3 separate regions of the Gossypium hirsutum genome follow, and all the other regions are linked to region 1. A link is a contact called in public Hi-C data. All regions are on one chromosome and are shown on one strand. The core of a region is the stretch at or near the end of the contact, and the rest is flanking DNA. Distances in the headings are between cores, read along the strand shown. Region 1 has its middle 28 kb from the start of LOC107932580. Region 2 has its middle 17 kb from the start of LOC107932573. Region 3 has its middle 6.3 kb from the start of LOC107932573.

The links. A called contact is a pair of places that touch in the nucleus more often than the background predicts.
Region 2: a contact with region 1 is called in a Hi-C map of leaf, with 2.8 times the contacts expected there. The contact joins two enhancer-like sites. A contact is called at or near these places in 4 of 34 Hi-C or Micro-C datasets (all in leaf).
Region 3: a contact with region 1 is called in a Hi-C map of leaf, with 1.9 times the contacts expected there. The contact joins two enhancer-like sites. A contact is called at or near these places in 4 of 34 Hi-C or Micro-C datasets (fibers and leaf).

The regions. Positions count from the first base shown.
Region 1 is chrA12:6,823,667-6,827,402 of Gossypium_hirsutum_v2.1, forward strand. No RefSeq gene overlaps it. Among protein-coding and RNA genes, the nearest start is that of LOC107932580, 28 kb to the right of the region's middle. Within about 2 kb of position 1,680, at least 3 of the 9 cell types and tissues checked have an H3K27ac peak or open chromatin away from gene starts, as enhancers often do. A contact at or near this core is called in leaf, where this site is marked.
Region 2 is chrA12:6,723,745-6,727,480 of Gossypium_hirsutum_v2.1, forward strand. No RefSeq gene overlaps it. Among protein-coding and RNA genes, the nearest start is that of LOC107932573, 17 kb to the right of the region's middle. Within about 2 kb of position 2,072, at least 2 of the 9 cell types and tissues checked have an H3K27ac peak or open chromatin away from gene starts, as enhancers often do. A contact at or near this core is called in leaf, where this site is marked.
Region 3 is chrA12:6,747,379-6,751,114 of Gossypium_hirsutum_v2.1, forward strand. No RefSeq gene overlaps it. Among protein-coding and RNA genes, the nearest start is that of LOC107932573, 6.3 kb to the left of the region's middle. Within about 2 kb of position 1,878, at least 3 of the 9 cell types and tissues checked have an H3K27ac peak or open chromatin away from gene starts, as enhancers often do. A contact at or near this core is called in leaf, where this site is marked.

The DNA of each region.
Region 1 (3,736 bases), core at 430-2,929:
TTCTTAATATCACTTGTATCAAATTTTATCACAAATTATTTTTGGTGGTTGATTATTCTTTCTTAATATCACTTGTATTGAATATAGTATGCTCAAAACTTTTGAAATTAGTATAAATAGAGGATGTTATCATCTAAATGAGTAATAAAGGGTTGGGTTTTGACCCTTTTATATATATATAATATGATTATTTTTTTAAAGAAAAATAATCATCCAAAGAGTGTCAATCACAAGATCAAATCATCTTAGAACATTTTTATGCTTCAATTTCCAATTATCGTTTAATTAACTTTTTGATGTATGGATGATAAAATTTTTATTTACTTTACAAATAAATGGTTATATGTCTATTTTTAAAGAAATATTTATCAACCTATAATTTAATTATTACATAAATTTTTTATGACTCTATTTTAATGTCAAATTTTTCTATCACCAATATAATAATATTTTAACATTTAATAACATATTAAACAATACTTCCTAATATGATAATATTTTTACATGCTAAGAAAAATGATAATTCGAGTTAAAAAATAATTGAAGTACAAAACCATAACATGCTATGTTATTATTATTAATTTTAGATTATATATTTCATTGTTTGTTTAATGTTATTTTCAATTTATTTTGTATACCGACGTGCATGAAATAGAATTACTAGTAATTAATAATTTAAAAAAAGTGAGAATGGAATGGTAGGTTTGTAATTAGGGGGAAAAGATGGGAGTGAAATGGAAAGAAAAGGAAAAGGTATTGTGTGTGTGTCCCACAGGGTACCAACTCCTCCCTTTTGGGGTGGTAGTTGGAGTTGGGAAAAGGCATCGGACGTAGGCTCATGTGCACCGTTGCGGCGATAGGGACCCACTCTTCGCACACCACTTGTGGGTCCTACTCCTAATCCCTCTTTCTCCGCCCTGTAAGCTTCCGATGGAGTTCGTATAAATATTAATAAAATTAATTTGAAATTTTTAATATTAATAAATAGTAAATTCAAGTTTTTTTCAGAAGATTTCTTTCTCTTTTTATAAAATCAGATTACAGCGCAACTCAATGGATAGTTGATAGTTCTAACCTTTTCCACCTTGGGTTTTTTTTTTTTTTAGAAAATTGATACAACTTATAAAGTTAATCACAAATTGGAATTGAACCAAAATTTTCAATGTCCTAGGATTATCTTTGGTCAAAATATGATAGAAAGTAATAGCTTGGTGTATTTAAGAGTTAGTCAAAATAAAAAGTTGTGATATTAATAATGCAGAGGGCAGAGGTGCATGCATTTTGTTCCCCTCCTAAAATTAATTTCTTTACACGTTTCATTTGAAAACGTGATGACTCAAATCAATTTTGCCATAAAAAAACATTTAATTCAAATATGGGCTTCTGCTTTTGCTAATACAAACAAAGACTTGGTTGAAATTTTTAATTTTTTCTCATAGTTTTAGTTAAAACCAACAAATTAGCAAATCATTTGAAGATTGTTAGTGGCCAAGGGTGAAATTGTACTGTTTGACAATTAGGGCAAAAATAAAGAAAGAAAGGGTGGGGGCATGTTATGGTAGAGATAGGTAGCAAAAGCGTAGGTGGTGGGGAAAAGAGTTCCGAAATAATGATGAGAGAGAGAGAGAGAGAGAGAGAGAGAGAGAAAGGGGATAAGATATAAATAAAAAGTATGTGGCTGAGAGGTGTACAGTTCAAACTTGAAATGGTTAGGTCAGATGGGTATGGGCCAATGCCATGGATGGATCTCAATGGCCAATCAAACTCTTTCTTCTCAACAACGACTTATGTCTGCATTATAACCATCTCATTTCCCATCAGCTTTTAATTTTTATAAATTCTCATCCAACTATTAACATATTTAAAATTCTTCATTATCAAATTTTAATATTTTCATCGGAATGTTGGCGTGCCTTTTTTCTATTGATAAAATAATAAATTTAGATCTCACATTTATACATTCGGTTAATTTTTTTAGTGAATTATAATAATAGAGTAAAGCTGCATAACAAACGCGATTAACACGACTCTAGTCGAAGCCACACTTGAGGCAGTAAACACTTTTGACCATCAAACCATCATATAGGGTTTACATTCTGTCAATTTAATCATGATTCTTAAATTTTAAAAATTAAAAATTATCTAAAAGTTTATTTTTCCATGAAAATACATAAAATTATAAAATAATTATAAATAATTATCTACTTTTCTCACTTTCTAACATCACATTTATTTATTAAAATAATTATTATATAAATAAAATAATTTAAGGGAGAAAAATTATGAAGAAGACTTAGGCATAGTCAATTTTTCCCTTTTCTTTCAACATTAACCACCATTATATTCAGATTGGGTCAAAAACTACAAACTAAGATTGAAAAGGATAAAAATCAATGTCTTTAGATTGTTTCCCAAAATAGTTTGTTGCCTTTGAGATTCTACTTGAGGGCAAGTATGATTGGGAATATATGAATGAGGATGAGGTTGTGTTATGTTAGTAGCTCTACAACAAATTCCTAGTTCTATGGCACGACAACAATGGATGTGGAAATCAAAGAGTTCGGAGTAAGAGTTATTAGTGTTGGTGATTGTGGGTGAAAGTGGACCCCTTAGTCAATAAATTTTGTGAGGACTAAAGAACAAGGCTGGATGTATAATAAATAAAACTAAAAAATGAAAAAGATTGTGGATTTTTAAAAAATTAATTTATTTATAAAATTATTGTTTTAATAAATAAATTTCATGTTAGAAAATAATAGATATTCATTTATTTATAATTCTATGTGTTTTTTTTTATAAATCTTATGTATTTTTATCGAAAAATGAATTGTTAAATATTTTTTATATTTTTAAAGTTTAAAAATTTTATTTTTTATCTTTTAAGAATCAATATTAAATTACTAGAATGTATAAAATTAAGGATAAAATTTGTTGAAATTTTTAGAATTAGAATCAAATTAATAGAATCTATAAATATTAGAAGGCTAAATTTGTTATTATGCCAATAAAAAAGTCACATAGACATTCTCTTAGTAATTTAATGAAAGAGTGATCAAAATATTAAATTTTAATACCACCAATAACTAAAAGAAAAAAAAACCCTGATGGTGAAAACAAAAATACAATAATAATTGGGTGACTATTTATAAATTTACCCCAAAAAAGTTGATTTCTTTTTTTTTTTTTTTTTTGAATTAAATTTATTGGGCCCTCCTCTCACAGAACTGTGCCCCCATGTTAAATTTCCACATAAATCTCCCTACCTGCCCAACATTATCTTCCTAAATCTATGCAAACAGAGAAGAGGTGGGACCTGTAAATGTAATTCACCTTCTCTTGTTTTGGTACTTACATGGTAAATCCACCAAACAATTCTTCCTTTTCATGGTTTTATAAGCAGTAAAACCTTAAAATTCTTGGCAAATGAATCTCATTGACTGTTGATTTAAATTGCGGTTGGTGAATCTAATAAGTACATTTACCTAATTCATTCCCTTTCTCTAAACAACCTTTTGCTACTAAAAGGAATAAATATGGTAGGGCTGCCCATACAACTAACGAACCAGGGTTCTAGAAGGAAGCCCATCATTTGGTAGGTTGAAGTTTCCCACCTTTCAAATTCATGCCAAATATTGGTCATTTTGGGCACAAAGCTAAAAGGGCCTGGGGCAGTACCACTGCTGCCTAGATTCCTAACTGCTAATTCAGGAGATGAACAAAAGGCTAATTCCTTGTA
Region 2 (3,736 bases), core at 822-3,321, 100 kb before region 1:
TTATTTCAATGGAGTGAGTTCATTTTTATTTGTAGATGGTACTTGTTCTGTTCCGATGTGATGTTTAGGTCTTACCCTCTACTTGAGTTGCATTGATGATGAGAAAGAGGCGAGGAGGGGAGAGGCAAACAACCATTTAGAAAGTTGATGAGCATTAAATCTTTACAACTTCAAATATGCACGGTGATGAGTAACAATTACTAATATCTGAATCCCGGAGAATGATATAATAATAAGAAAATGGTGAAATGATTTATTCTTTCCAGGGGTGTTATATGATGAGGTATGATGTTTATTCATTTTAAATGATGTATGATATTTATTCATCTTATCTTTTAATTATAAGGTTGGAGACTAAACTTCTACTCATAAAAATAAAATACATTTTATGATCAACTATTTAAAAATATCATCAATAAAAAAATTAATTGGTGTACACCTTGATTTAAAAAAAAAATCTATTGCCCACTTTTACTCCTTGCTAGTGAAAGTTGATGCCAAACTTAAATTGAATGACGTAAAATGTACCTACCTACCACTCTTTTATCAGACGTAAAGCTTATTTGGATGTTTGTTCAAAAAATTTGAAGATAAAAACAAATGGATAGTACTTAGGTGCGTTTTTTTTTTTCTTGTATATTACATTAGACATAAATAATAAATTTACTTTTTAATATTTATTCTTTTTGTCGTTTTAATTTATACTTTTTAAGTGAAATTCATTTATCAATTTATTAAAAAGATTCCAAAATATTTTTAATAGAAATATTAATTTTTAAACTTAATATCTCGTATGACAATCCACGTGTATTTCATGCTAGTTGTTTTCTAAAAATTTTTATTTTTTGAATATCTTTATGATCTTCAATTATCTATGGACCTAACATGTATGACAGGTAGTGTCATGTCAGTATGAATTACTTGTAGATTATCGCACAAGTTACCATACCATGATCACTAAAAAAAGTAGGATAATACAATTTTTTTGGCCTCTAAACTTAGCAATTAAGTCTACTTTGGTGCTTATATTCTTTTTTGTTCACTTTAGTACTTGAACTTGACAATTAGATCCATTTTGGTCTTGAACTTAAATTCTATCAAGATTTGATAATGTGACTAACGTTATTGGAATATGACTCGATTGGTTGGTTGGGTCGATTAGACTAAAAACAATTAGTATACTAGTTTAAACAAAGGTGTTGAACCGATTGGATCAGAAACTGCTCAAAACTAATAAAATCGAAAACTAAGACAAAAATTAGTAGTTAAATAGGTTGAATCGATTATTTTTTTAATTTTTTATGAATTTTAATTATTTATTTAATTATTATTGGTCTAGAAGTTGAATGATCAAACCAATTGAATCAGGAATTGGTGGTCTAATCGGTTCAACTATTGATCTGATTATTAAAACATTATATGTGATATTCTAAGATTATACCATTTTATCACCTAAAAATTCATATAAAATTTTTAATTTTTAAGTGATGATGTGACACAATTTTAGAATGTCACGCTATCAAATCTAATTGTTAAATTCAGAAGCTAAACTTGATCTAAACCTAATTGTTAAGTTGAGGTTAATATCTCTTAAAATTAATATGTTAGATGATAAAGATTTTATCAAAAAATCAAATCGATTTGCTCATTAGGTTTCTTCTCTGGTCCACTTAAAGTTTCATAAATGAGAAGTCAATTATCATGCATTTTGTATGTAGAGTGTTTCTTTTCTTTACTTTTTGGAAGCTGGAGTGTTAGATTCTTAATTTTAATGATTAGGATTTAATGTTGCCCTTTTTCATCTTCACAACTTTAATTGTTGGGTGATGAGTAACAAATAACATTTACTAATATCCAAAATTTTCAGCAAAAGATATACAAGAAAAAAGTGAAATGAATCATATTTGCTGCCCCTTTGTTATTTGCTGCCCAAACTTACACCACAAGGCTGGGGAAAATAAAAATGGAAGGTGAACCAAAGCCCACTTTGATATAGCTACAACCACACTCATATATAAATATCATATTTATTGCCTTTTTGTTTCGTTATCCCAACCTTACAAACCCAACCTCCAAGTCTTCTAGAAACCCCCCCCCCTCTCGCTCTCACTCTCATGTATAGTAGTATACCAATAGGTTAAAGAAGCACAACTACCATATCTATATTATGATTTATGCACAAGAATAGCCAATCCACTTGGAAAGTTTTTTTTCCCATATCACCACTGCAATGGTAAAAATACCAAACAAATCTCTCTATTTAGGGATAAATTATATTTCGATCTCTTTATTGAAAAAATAGATAAATTAGTCCTATATATTTTGAAACGTGCAAATTAGTTTATCTATTAAATTTTTTTGTTAAATAATGACGTGAAATGTTAAATTAAATGATTAATAACTAATTAGTACTTGAACTATAAATAAAATATCATTTTGATTTTTTAAAAATTCTTTTTAACAATAATTCTAAAAATTTTAAAAAAATCTTAAATTAAATATAAATTATTAAAAATAGTAAAGATAATGTTAAAATATTTTAAAAACTATAAATACAAAATTTCTAAATTTAAAAATATATACTTAAAAAAATCTTAAAAAATATTATTAAACTTTCGAGTTGAAACCCAAAAACCATCATCTTTATACAAGACTTTCTTCCCTATTTTACAAAACCGAGAAAAACCAAAAAATTTCTCATGCTTGATTGAAGCCAAAACTAAATAAATAAAAACTTGATTGAAGCAAAAAAAAAAAACAAATCAATTAAAAGTTTTAATTACTCACTTTCAAATTTCTCATACTTTTGTCATGCTCGGCTTCATCTTAATCGCCCATACTTCCAACTAAAAGATACATAAAAATTTATTTAATGTTTACTTTTCCTGTCTCCTATGCTTTTGTATCTCCTCATGGTATATAAAATTTCGATTACTCATTTCTGCATCCCCTTAGCTATTACAAACTTTCCAGTTTAAAGATCTTATTGTCTAATACTTAAAGAAGCTTTAATTTGAAATTAATCGATTTAACAATTTTTAAGTTTTGAATTTTTAATATAAATTTCTGAGTTCTAAACAATGACTCTATGGGTTTTGAAATTTTAGAAAATAATGTTTTAAATTTATGAGAAGAAATAAAATATAACAAGTGGAATTTTAATTTAAAATAAAACCGCTTAAGCCATTGCATCACCCGGAGGTGGAGAAGCACAAAAGGAGTTCCTTATCTTCATCTTCTTCTTTGTCGCCAAAAAAGATGCATAATCAAAAGATTGTATTTACTGTAAATGTGGTGTTTCTTTGGTTTGATTGTATTTATAAAGTAATAAATCCATGATTTTATTGAAATGGGTGGCTTTAGAATTATACTGAAGAGCATCTTCAATAGATAAGGTTAGTATCTCATTGTATTAGATAATTCTCATCAAATGGAGAATTTTATTGAAAATAGAAATGTTTCCCCATTATTAAAAGAGAGCTCAATTTTTCAAAAAAAAAACACTATAATTCACTAAAAAAAGAGCTTCTTTGAGTATAAGTTTTTGCTTTAATAAAACTTGATTTGATTTTCTTTTAATGGATATATCTTAAGGAAAAAAATATAACTAAGTTAATAAAACTTGATTTAATATTTTTAATGGAAATCTGACATTGATTTCTTAAGGAAAAAAAAAGAAACGCTGGTAGTAGATTTTTAAAAAATATATATTTTTAATACTTTTTAAAAATATTTT
Region 3 (3,736 bases), core at 628-3,127, 76 kb before region 1:
AGTTTAACTACTACTACTAGAACTAGTTGTCTAGAAACTATATTAGGTGAGATTGAGACTCATAAAATCATGGTTTTGATTCAATTTTATTATTATGATATCACCCATCCTTCTAATTACCCTTCCAATCTTTTCTATCCTAATTTCAATCCAACACGACTAAATCATTATTCTATCATTAAATTATGATTTTTTTTTCAATATTTTCATTTATTTTTTGAATTTCTACAAACAGTTTTAAAAATTTGTCATCTGTCTCTTTTATTTAATATTTTTTTTATATATTTTACTATGCCTTATAAAATATTTATCAATCATTGATTTTATTTCTAGGGTCTAAAAACAATATTGATAGTATACTAAATATTTTTTTTCTTAAAAATTATGCTTAAATGTAGCTTTTAGTTGTATCATCAACTCTATTTAGTATTTAAAATTTTCAATAATAATGGCAAGGAGTTAAAAGTTTAATTCTTCGTCTAAATTTATTTTAATTTAAAGCTAAATATATTTCGATTGATTAAAAAAACTATATAGTGCACTTCGACGGTCAAAGTGAAAATCAGAACCCAAATTTGAAATTGCAAAAGCAGCCAAAATTAATCCATGGCCATGCCATTAACACAATAATTCATATGAAGAAAGAAAGAAATTGGGTGAGGATATTTTTTATTAAAAAAATTAAAATTGTAATTATGTTTGATATGAAAGATGAAACGAAACGAAAAGAAACAATTTAGAAAAAAATATTGAATTTTAAAAATATATATATGTTTTCTTATATTCATTTTAGTGTGTGTTTGTCTTACCAAACAATAGGATTTCTTTTTTATATTACCAAACACAAAGCAAAATCGTTAAGGCTAAGCTTTCATCAGGGGGTGGCTGAGTGGCTTTCATGAACAACCACATAACATATGCCAATTACAAACAAATTAAGAGCAATAATAATACTAACTATTGTGGATGTTGTAAACAAATTCTAAATCAAATATAAACTAATAAGAAAATGCTTCTTTATTGAATTTCTATTAGAATAAATCTACCCCAAGCAATTTTTAAAGATAATATAAATTTAAAAAAATGAAACCTAAGGAAATTAAAATCCATAACTTGAAAAAGCAAAGCAAAAGTTATTTTCATTACAAAAATAATTGAGCTGAAATTTAATTTGAAAACTAAATAAAAGCTAAATTATTTTTTTAATGGAAATTCTTACTAAAATATTAAATTTTTAACAATATTAGCATGACAACCCACGTGACAATCTATGCATACTTCCTGTCGACATGCCACTATTTATCTTATTTGTTGCATCAACAAATAATTATAAAATTGTAAAATTAAAAAAAAAACTATATAGTTCATTAAAATTAAGAAAAATTAGCATAAAGTACACATAAATTACTATACATGTTGTCATGTTTAAAATTTTAATGTTTTAAACGATATTTCTATTAAAAGAAACAATTCGACTCTTTCTAAAACATTAAATGTCAAATTTAACTCAAAAATAAAATAAGGGCCAAAATGTAAAAGATGTAAATATTAAAGACTAAATTTTTTATTATGTCTATTTATTTGATTTACTTAATCCGGTATTAATTAAAAGACATTTCGTATATTTAAAATATTAAATTTATTGAATTAATTATATATTATGTTAATCAATAATTCAGTATTATTGAACCATTGATTATTTTTTTCTTCAATTCATCACTTTCTTTTTTTTTTTTTTCAAAGGTGTTAGGTACAGACATTAGAAGCTTCCATTGCGATATTTATTTTATTTTCCCTAAACCCCTCACTTGCTTTGAAAGAAAACACTCCAAGTAATTAATAATTATTTATAGCTGCTGCTCTCTCTCAATAGCCTAATTATTGTTCCGTCTCACTAAATTTTAATACCTCAACTCCCCACCAACATCACATGCATGACTCTTCAGGTGGGACCTTTTTGTTTTTCTTCTCTTCCCACAATCTCCTCTCTTACATCTTTATTTATCACTCACAATATTAATTAAGTTCAAATTTTAAAAATTCCTTTCATTCACGTTACCATTTTATTTAAATGATATGAAATTTACTTCATAAAAATAAAAATATTTTAATAATTTTTCAATTAAGTTGTTGTCTATTTATTTAATTTATAACATTAATTCAATTAAAAATTTATAACCAATTTTTATCCTATCATTTATTTAAGTTATACTATTTTGGACTAATTTACTTAAAAAGGTCCATTTTCAAGTATATTTACAGAAATGGGTCGATTTTAGCATTATTTACTGGAAAGAGCCGATTTTGGCAAAACGCGTCCACGTAGGAGCGTTTTTAGGGGAAATTTCCAACAAATCGCGCCTCTGGGGAACGTTTTGCTATGTCAGCACAAAACGAGCTGAAGTGGACGTGCTTTGCTGATGTGGCAAAAACGCTCCCCTAGGGGCGCATTTTAACGCTCCCCTAGGGGCGCATTTTGCTCCGTGCTTTTTCTAGGTTATGATTTTTTGCATGTTCAGTCCCTAGAGTTTTTTTTTTGGTTTAGGGTTTTTTAAGGTTTTTAGGGTTAAGGTTTTGCTAAAATAATTTAGGTTTATAGTTTATGGTTTAATGATTTAGGGTTTAGTGTTTTAGGAAGTTTTAAAAGTAAATTAGGATTTAGTGTTCTTTTTTAAAAATTAATTAAATTAAAGTTTATGGTTTTTAAATAAATTAAGTAATTAGGGTTTAAAGGTTTTAAATAAATAAATTAAATTAGGGATTAGGGTTTAAGGTTAAAATTAATTAAATTAGGATTTATTTTTTAAAAAAAATAATATTGTGTTTAGTTTTTTTTTAACAAAATTGACTATTTTTACCCTGAAAAAATAATTTTGAGAAGACGTTTTTGAACAAATAGTGTCAAAAATGCTTTAAGCAGGATGCACTGTAAGCAAAATTACTGAAAAAAGCTCCTACGTGGACGCTTTTTTTTGACAGTAGTTTTAAAAAAAAATATTTTTGAGAAGACGTTTATGAATAAATAATGTAAAAAATGCTTCAAGCAAGATGCACTGTCAGCAAAATTATTGAAAAAGGCTCCCACGTGGACGCTTTTTTTCTACAGTAGTTCATGTTTGGCCTTAGACTATAAATAAGGCAAATTTCATTCTCAGGTTGCATCAGTTGCAACAAGAAAATTAGAGAGGCTAAGCAGAATAGAAATTGAAGATGAGTGAACATATTAGTGCTATTATTTACTATGATGGTGAGGTTCGTGACATCGATTGGTTTTTAACCAGAGTATAGATTTTACAGAATTTTGTAAAAAGAATTAGGAGCAAAATTTTTGGAATGACGCCAATGAGGGTTTCTTCTATTAAGTATAGATTTTGTGTTTCGGTTGATCCCATGATATATGACTAATTTGATATCAAATGTGGTCGTAGCTTTGAGGCGATGGTGAAGACTCATCTCGCTAATGGATCACCCTATCTTGAGTTATATGTACAATTTTCATCGCCAAATGAAATATTTGTGAGTTCAACATCTACTACTGTCCGAGAGGAATACACGACCCCTACCCAACACTTCGTTAGTGGGAGACAGAACACAGAAGCGCCCGTGCATGGTGGCAGTATGGAAAACACAACTCCTGCAAGACACTCGGTTAATGGATGGGACATGTACATTGGTGGGTCGATGTTCGATGTTGGAAATACGTATTGGGGAATAATATCAACTTCTAGTGGTTGGC